Linked DNA regions of Dromaius novaehollandiae: region 2 is linked to region 1. Evidence: chromatin contacts called from public Hi-C data. All regions are on one chromosome and are shown on one strand. Each heading gives the region's core, a stretch centred on a gene start, on an enhancer-like site or on the middle of the called end of the contact. The rest is flanking DNA. Distances are from core to core; before and after follow the strand shown.

Region 1 (4,515 bases), core at 150-2,649:
ATGATGATGATACTACATCCAGACAAGGAAACAGAAAAGCAGAACACAAAGGGTTAGAAAAGCAGCTGAAACTTTTAAGATCATAAGTAGGTTTAACGTTCTTGCCTGTAATAAAGTTGTAGCCTAGGGTTGTAGTCTAAAGTTGTTTCTTGTGAAGTGCTATATTTTCACTTTTTCAGATACAGAAAGATGATTTTGACAAGACCTAATTCTAGATAAAATACTCTCCTAATACAGGAAACTCAATGCGGTTGAAAACATGAAGGGAATTTTGCCATTTCCTAATCTCAAATAATTTCTTGTTTAGAGAATCAATATAGACATTGCCAGATAATAACCCACATTTCAGCTTTATATTAAGCTTTCATGGTTCCAAACACATTTGTTTTACCGGATGGGAAGAGTTTGTGATAATTTAGAGGTCAGTCTGGTCAACATTATCCTATCCTTCAGTTTGCACCTATATAATGTTAAGTAAAACATTTTCATTGATATTCATCTTTTTCTTTAATTAAAATGTTTTTCATATAGGATTTTAATATTGCGAGACCATTCTTTTGCGGTATCATTAACTCATGAACCAGCAGCTCGATCTTTATTGCTTAAACTGCATGAGGTGAGAAGAGCTGCCACTGTGAATTTCAATGGTTTAAACAGATACCAGAAGCACTAACAATATCAGGGATGAGATTTAAATGCACGCCCAGTTACTTAAGTATCCCTTTAATGAATACGACATTGCTTTTGTATTTTCTTTATGTTAATGCCGGGGTGCTGTGCTTTGGCAGTGCCCACCCCGCAAGGTTTCCGGAGCTTTTTTGAGGCCTGGCAGCTGCCACCTCGCCGCAGCCACGAGGGCGAGGGCGGCCGCCCCCCACACCTCCTTCCTCCCCGAGCAGCGCCCCAGGCCGAGCCAGACGCGTATCTCTGTCCCATTAACACAAACAGGGCCCACACCCAGAGCAGGCTCCGTCGCCCATCTCTGCACAGATCAGTGGAAAAAGTTTTTAATTAACTCTCCCTCTCCGCTCCCTCAGCAGGAGCTGGAGGCAAGGAGCAGAGTAATTGGCTTCAGAGCTCTGTTTGATCACGGGAAATTGAAAGAGGGAGGTTCCCTCTTCCTCTTCCTGGTCTCCAACCTTTCTGCATCGTTAAAAAAGCCTCAGAACGAGGGGCGACGGGTGCTCGCGGGACTTTTGCCCTGCCTCGGTGAACTTCAGACGCCGGGCAGCGCCCCTCCCGCTCGCCCGCCGGGCCCCCTCGCGCCGCCGCCCGCCCCTCCCAACCGTCGCCCAACCGCCGCGGCGCGCGGCGCCCACCGCCCACCGCCCACGCCCCGCCCCTGCGCCAGCTGCCCCGCCCCTGCCCCAGCTGCTCCGCCCCGCCGGGTTTTGCGAGCTGCCGGCAGCCCCAGCCCGCCGGCGATTGGCGAGTGCGGCCGGCGGCAGCCAATGGGCGCCGCGGAACCCGCATGTCGCTGTCCCGGGCTCGGAGCGCCGGACTCCCATTAGGGAGGGGAGCGGGCGCAAGGCTCGGCCACTCGCGGGCGGGCGCGCTGGGCGACGGAGGCTGCCTGCTGGGCGGGCGGGCGGGCGGCGGCTGGGCGGCGGGTCGCCTCCGCGGCGATGAGCGTCGCCGGCCCGCGCTGAGTCCTGCGGGGAGCGCGGCGCGGGGCCGGGGATACCTGCCTCGCGGGCTGTCACCGCCGCCCCCGCGCTGGGAGTACGTCGCCGCGGCTCACCCTGCTGCGGGGAGGGTAAGTGGCGGCTCCGCTCTCCGCCCCTGGGGGGCATCTGCGAGGCTGGCGGCGGCGCTGGCCCCGCGCGCGCGGGGATCAACCGCTGGCGGCGCCGGGGCGGGCGCCCCGCGGGGCGTTAAGGCGCCGGGACGCGGGCGGGGAGCGGCCGGACCTGGGGCGCCGAGCCGCTGGGTCTGGCGACGCCCGGTGCGCGGGCTCAGCCGCCCGGAGGCAGCTGGTTCCGTCCGCGGAGCCTCCGCGCCGCCGCCGCCCCCGGCGGGGTGTCAGTGCTCGGGCCCCTGCGAGGCGGCTGCGCCCGGTGTCGGGGCGGGGGTGGCCCGGCGTCGCCATCCCTCGCGGTGCGGGTTGCTCCCAGGCTGCGTCGTGTGAGCGCGGCTGCGGGGTGCCGTGCCGTGACAGCCGGGGAGGGGCGGCCGAAACGCGGCACTGACACAGCCCAAGTATCTCTTCTCCTTTCTCTCTCCTCAATTCAGAGAGGCCTGGAAGGGCGATGAATATTCAGCCTCTTCTCGAACAATATTTGTCCCCACCGGGGGGCTTCAGACTTCAGCAGCCACCATTTATCTTGGTGGCGGGCCGAGTCCAGCCCGCCCGCGTTGCGGGCCGGGCCGCGGGTCTGGCCTGGGACGGGGGGGATCTGCCCGTGCGCCCCGAGGGCGGCTGGGGAAAGCCAAATAAAGCGCCCCCCCAGCACCGCCGCTCCTAAATGCGTCAGCCGGAGAGCCAGGAAACACGGTGGGGGATGTTCTACAAGCTGCCTGAGAAATGTTTATACAGAGGATTTAAAAGTTAACAATGCATATTCCCTGCATGTTAAAGCCTAAAAGGTGTCAAAAATAAATGGCTAGCGTTACTGCTAGGAAAGTTCGCTGTTGTTGTTATTTAGCTGGTAAATGTGATCCTTGGGTTAAACTGCCTGTTTTGCTATGGCGAGCTCAGAGTGACTGTTGAGATTTTCTAGCAGAACGTTCTTTCCCCCCTTCACTTCTGGTTAACTAGTGGAGGAAATATTGTTATTTGTATTATGTCTTTACAGCGCAGATGTATTGTACTGGCCAGATTTTCATCCCAAAATGTCACTGAGCCAATAGTCGTCAGAGCAGGTCTGGAAAGGGAATGAAGGGTAGAGGAAAGAAGGAAAGCAGTTGCTCTTGTGCAGTGACAGATTCTCATTTCTCACAGCAGAACCTGGTTCAGTTCTTGACAACAAAATGGTTAATTGCGTCCTGTAAACCAAGGTCCATGAAACCGCTCTCTTTCTGTATAACAAAAGGTTCTGTAATGAGTAAGCCCAGATCGGTCATATAAAAATTTTAACATAAACTGGACAAGGTGTGTATGTGGGGGACCTTACAGGGTTAATAGCTAAACTATTAAGATTGGAGTCAGATGTGAGTAAAAGCAACAGGAGTCTGTTTTTTCCTAATATCCTGTAGTATGATAACTCTGAAGAAGGTAATTGTTTTTTAAAAAAATCTTGTTTCAATTTAAGTTTTTTTTAAGCAAGAAGAACCTTACATAAACATCAGAATCCTTTTCTTGTTTAGAAAGGCAAGAAATGGCTAGAAAATGTCATCTGAACTTAAAGCAAAAGGCTACAAACTATGCATGGATTTTCATGCACATGTGCAAGAATGTTTTTAATCTCATTCTCGACTAGTTTATTCTACATTTTAGGGACACTAAAACATGTAACTTAGGCTTTTGGAAAAACAGCTTCTATCCTCTCCCCCCCCCCCCCCCCCCCCAGCAAACTAGTTCATTATAACATTTAATAAGACATTTAGAGTAGTTGAGTAGAAATAGCAAGTGTCTTCCAAAGAAGGAGAAATTGGAGGGAGGGAAGCCAGGTTTTACTTACATATATAATAAGTTGGGAATGTAAATCTGTATGTAAGCGGGAGATCTGAAGAATGACTTGGCATGCTAATGACCTGGCTTTTCAGAACTTTGAGTTTGGTCTGTCTCCCCCTATGGTTACAATAAGAGATTAAATGAATTTGGCATATTTAATTAATTAGCATATGAAAATCAGATGGCTTTTACTTTGTCATTGTTTTCCTGTGAAACTTTTCTATGCTAATTGCTGTCTACATTTTATGGAATAATTTGAATGGAATTGATTCGTATTTTATCTTTGCAGATTGCTTTGACCCTTTGTAATGTTCCAGTCTTTGTATCCTAGTCTAAAAGTCCTTCTTTGTAATATGGATCTTGCATAATGTACTGTCAATGGTTGCTCTACAGAACTTCTAACAAAGCAGATTAAGAGCTGCACTTACATTTAAAGGCTCTGTTTGCTTGGATACTATGTCTTGTGCATTCCAGAGTTAATTATATGTGCAGTGGTGGAGTCCATTTAAAACAAACAAACAAGCTGTGTTTTGTTTCTGTTTTTCACCACTAGGTTGTCCTAAGTAAAAAGATCATTACTGTTGTCTATAGGGTTATAAAAGAACATACTCTGTAACAGTTGTGTTTTATTTTTATAACAAGAAGATCTCTTTGTAAGGATTTCTGAGAGGATTGTTTGATGGTATGGTATTGCATTAAGAATACTTGATTGAGATGGATGCGTAATGACCACGTGGCTTATATCAATCTTCAGTTACCCTCCTGTATTAAGGATTAAACTTCAGTTTGGCCAACACTGTTTTCTGTTTATACTGTTTTTAAACAGAGGTAAGCTTGAGGTTAGCTCTGTTCATTAGTATATGCTCATTGTAAGCAATATGTACTTAGGTCCTGCTCCTGGA
Region 2 (4,498 bases), core at 271-2,770, 210 kb before region 1:
TTATCTGAACACAATGGTGGGTGAGACCCCCGCCAGCCTGCCGTTAAGGCTGTGCACGTCGCATGCTCGGGAGTGCCGAGGTGCTGTTCGCGGCTTTGTTTGCAAATTGTGCCCAGGCTCCCAGGCTCATCTCGAGCTTCAGACATTAATGAGCAGGTAGCTCAGGGCTGTGCGATGCTGCTGTGCGTCTCCAGCCAGCTCCCTGCCTACCCCCTTGCCAGATCGCATGGACACGTGTTGCTTATTTATTCTGATGTTACATTCAGTTTATCTCACACCCTTCTCAAGTTTTCTGTCGTGGCCTGGTTGCAAGCTTTTGCAGTCCCAGCACGTACGCACCATGTCTGGATGCTGGGGTAATGCCGGAGAATGTGACAGCCGGGCTCAAGGGAACGGCAGGGATTTTTCTCGCCCAAGGGAGGCTGCCGAGCTGGTCTGGGCTTTAGGAGCCCAGGAGGCCCTATCACGGGTGGTAGGATCGCGGCAATAAACAAAACTTACAGCTTAGAGCTGCAGCGAAGACAAGTTATGAGCATAAATTAGAAGCCTAAATCCTCCTCTACAGCTCTTAAGATCTGCGGCAATAATTTGAGCCACATGTCTGATTATATTAATGGCACATTTTAATGCTGCTTGTAACCAGGCTTAATCTTTACCGTATTTAGCACTTTGGTGTCTATAAATGGCAATCGCTACACTAAATGCCTAAATGATGGTGGGGACGGAGAAGCCTGGCTGGAGCATTGGCCCGGGGAATGGGGGCAGCAGCGGCTGTTGAGTCCACAGCAGAGGCTGGACGTTTCTCTGATTATAGGGGGAAGAGAAATGGAGCAATTAATAAGCCTGGATTCTGTTACATGGGCGTTTCTAAGGGTGGGGGACACAGGCCCGGGCAGCCACTTTACCAACAGCCCGAGCTGCGCAGTGCTCGGCCGGTCCTGGCACCCGCCTGACACAAGCCTCCATGGGGGCCCTGCCAAGGAAGAGCCTGCAAAACTTCATTCATGCAAATTTACCTTAATGGTTAATTATAATTGATACACGGATGTTCCAGACTCTCCTGGATATGACACCTTTGTGCACTTCTTTTTACATGAGCACCACGGAGTGCGTTCTGAATTAAATTCAGAGGAATGATTACAGAAAAAAATCGACTAAGAAGCACAAAGAAGAAGAACTGGGGGGGGGGGGGGGCTTAAAGGCTTTTCTTACTCTGTTTTTCTAAATATTGTGGAGCATGTTATGGAAAAATTTTAGCCATCTGTCTAATGGATATTAGTAAAGTGGAGACTGTGTTAAAAATAAAGTGCCAGGTTGTCCTCTGCAGAAAGTTAATAAAAAGAAGGAAGTGAAAGACTGCTCATTATTTTTAATGACTTTGCTTTCCAGCAGAGAGCCTGTATCTCCCTGCCTTTACATTCTGCCTTATTTCAGTTCATTATGACACATTAAACTGCTCAAGAGAATGATGGCTTTGTTCTAAAGCACTGAATTTATCAAGAGGCCCCTCGGCTCGGCCTGGCCGAGCTGTTAATCACAGTGCTGGTGCCAGGAGGAGGATGCCGAGAAGAGCCCAGCAGACCGTCTAGCGCACGGCGAGTCAAGCTCGCAGTGCCAGGAGCCCCTTGGCAGGCGCGAGCCTCGCGGGGTGCGAGCGCCACTGACTGCCACGCACAAAACCACAGTTGTCGTCGACTGAGCGGCGTTTTCTGCGTGCACGTGTCTGCATTTGCCTGTCTTGCTGGCTGATGTGACATGAACCTCTCATTGCCTGTCAACTGATATTTGCTTTATTAACTTTTGAATATAGGACACGCTTTACAGTTCGGACCACGACGATTCAGGAGGCGCAGTTCAGTCACAGCACCAGCAAGCTGCTGAGGGCTTTCAGCTGTGACCTGCATGCTCCTTGCGGCTGGCAGGCAGCAGGTAGAAAAGCTAAAAGCAGAAGCTGTATTTCCAGATTTGAGAACCAACAGCCTTTCTAAACAGCCTTGTGTGCAAAAATATATGCTGTGAGTCTCTCAATCTAAAATTCTTCTGCTGTGCTCTCTGCCTGGATCACGGCCCGTGTTACAGCCAGCTCTTTAAAGTGTTACTTTCACAGTGATTTGCTTGGAAACGCAAGACACATTTTCCAGGGCTCAGAGGAATCTCCTGAAAGGGACTCACACACAGCCCTGGGCTGGTTCCAGGGGATTTCTTACAGCTCCACACAAACCCGTTTGCCAGTGGCTTTGGCCATTGTCTTCTTCCTCCCCTTCTTGCTTATGGACAATGTTCTTATCGCAGGCCATGGCCCTGAAGTGACGAGGCTCAGCAAAGCCAGCGTCCTGGATCTAGTGTATAACCTCAGTACACAAGCCCTAAATGCTGTGACGAGGCCCCTGCATGGCCTGGGACAGCAGCACGGGTAAGGGGAAACCTTGTCCCGCTGTGACTACAGCTGGAGTGCCTCCCCGCCGGCAGCTCTTCCCATGCGTTTCCTGTAGCTCCTGCTCCCTGGCTTAAGTGTCCTTTCCGAGGGGCTAAGAAGGATCTTGGGAAGTCCAGATCTGGCAGTGCATAATGCATGAGGGACGCTCTGCTGGGACAATGGCCTTAGAGGCCAGCCTGGCCAGCAGGAAGGTTGAGTTTTCCTGGGGTTGGGCCAAGGGGTCAGGCGGGATGGGAAGGAGCCAGTGTTTATCCTTTGAATTCTAGACACAGCAGGCTGGCTGATATTTTAAGTTTACTCACCTTTTAACACAGAACAACACCAAAGATGATTTATACTGACAAACCACATTTTTCTGCCTGTCTTAATCCAGGAAATGAAAACCGTGACCAGAAGTGTATTCCCCTTGTCTAAACACTGGCACGCTGGTGTTTAGAAAAAAGGGCTCCACCATGATTCTTCTAATCTGACAGCAGAGCGACATGAGAGCTTCACTGGGGAGAAAAACGATCATGTCCTTGGGTGAAAACTCAACACAGAGCCAGTCAGAGCTTTTCTTCCTTTATTTGTTTGTTTGTTTTCCAGCTTTACCAGACACGAAACTTGGCTACATCCTGACAAGACTCTGCAAAACACTCTTCGGGCTGATATAGTTCGTTAATAAGAGGAACATTTCGTAGATGCCTACTGGCAAACTAATTGGAAATCAGGGGATTCGCTGGATGGCAGGAAAAACAAAGGAAGGAAAGCAAAACGTTCAGGCAGATCATTGAAGGAACTCGTCCTGGGAGGGAGCGAGTAACTGATTTTATTTCCCAGAGGCTAATCCTGCTCTAATTGACTTATTATTAGACTCCAAAGGAAAACAATCCATTGCGGCCATGACAACATATCACGGGACCGTGTGATTGTGGCTATACTGGGAAAGACTCACAGGGAGACAAGAGGTTGCAGTGAAGTCTAAAGTGACACAGGGTAACACTTACCATGTGCAGATCGAGGCTGCACACCACTCCTAACTGGGTACACTGGTTGGCAATACATTATGGATGGGGAGCACTAGGAGCATTGATTCATTTTGATCATGATTCATTTTGACTCAGAAGTTTCAAAGTCCTCAGCCTTCTGGGAGAAATCACTACATCTTTCTAGGCAAAGGCCAGACAACCAAATATCACATGTTCCAAAAGAAGACATCGCTGTAGCTATAGCTTACTTGTGAACTACGAAAAGCAAACTGTATGTGTACAAATCAAACTCAAGACCACAAGATGCTGAAACTGTGAGAGGTGATACTATGCACTAAGTGCATCAAGATACAGTAAGTCTGGGAGCTGAGCAAAGGCTGAGGAGATTTGCATTTTACAGCATTGGGAAAATCTATTGTGCTTCCCATTAACACTTTGAAAATTGTACCTAGTTTGCATAATTAAAATATATAGCTAGAAAGGAATTCAAATTTGGGCTAAATTACACTGAGAAAACTATGATCAGTTTTGGTCATTTTGCTTGACAAGGACTTTTTGGTATTAGAAATGCACAAACACTATTACTAAAATAAGAAACTATTATGAAATGCCTAAGGGATACAATTCATTATCCAGATAAACTTTCAAATAAGCAGACATAAATGCATGCTAAATTACAATACATTTCCTGTGGAATTACGTGTTTCTTCCATAACAGGCCAGATGATCTCAGTCTCATGAATGTTAGTATTCAGAAAACCAACGTTCTCCAAGGAAGTTCAGGAGACACGCTGAGGTTCAGATATGGTTAGATAGGATGACTATATTGTAAACCAAAGAAATCAAATACAAGCAAGGAAAATCCAGCAAAAAATACACCTGAGCAGGAAAAAAAACCCCAAAAAACCCCTCTCTTCCACCTCTTCAGAGAAATTTTAACCTAAGACATATTTTTCTTCCTGGAATTGGTGGAAATGCCTCTTCTCCAGCTTGAAAAAAATGCGTAAGTGTGGAAAGAGGGGACTATGTGAAGATCACGTTAAACACTTGATGAATAGCTGTAGTTTTTCAAGGAAGATGTAAAAATCTGGTA

What was found. A called contact is a pair of places that touch in the nucleus more often than the background predicts.
Region 2: a contact with region 1 is called in a Hi-C map of brain, with 2.5 times the contacts expected there. The contact joins the enhancer-like site here to the promoter of PRICKLE1 in region 1. A contact is called at or near these places in 2 of 4 Hi-C or Micro-C datasets (brain and ovary).

Annotation. Positions count from the first base shown.
Region 1 is chr1:29,471,505-29,476,019 of bDroNov1.hap1, reverse strand. PRICKLE1 (prickle planar cell polarity protein 1) reads left to right here and starts at 1,399. Exons shown (of 8, transcript XM_064507942.1): 1 at 1,399-1,756. The coding sequence starts at 1,472.
Region 2 is chr1:29,680,668-29,685,165 of bDroNov1.hap1, reverse strand. No RefSeq gene overlaps it. Among named protein-coding and RNA genes, the nearest start is that of ADAMTS20, 130 kb to the left of the region's middle. Within about 2 kb of position 1,520, at least 1 of the 2 cell types and tissues checked has open chromatin away from gene starts, as enhancers often do.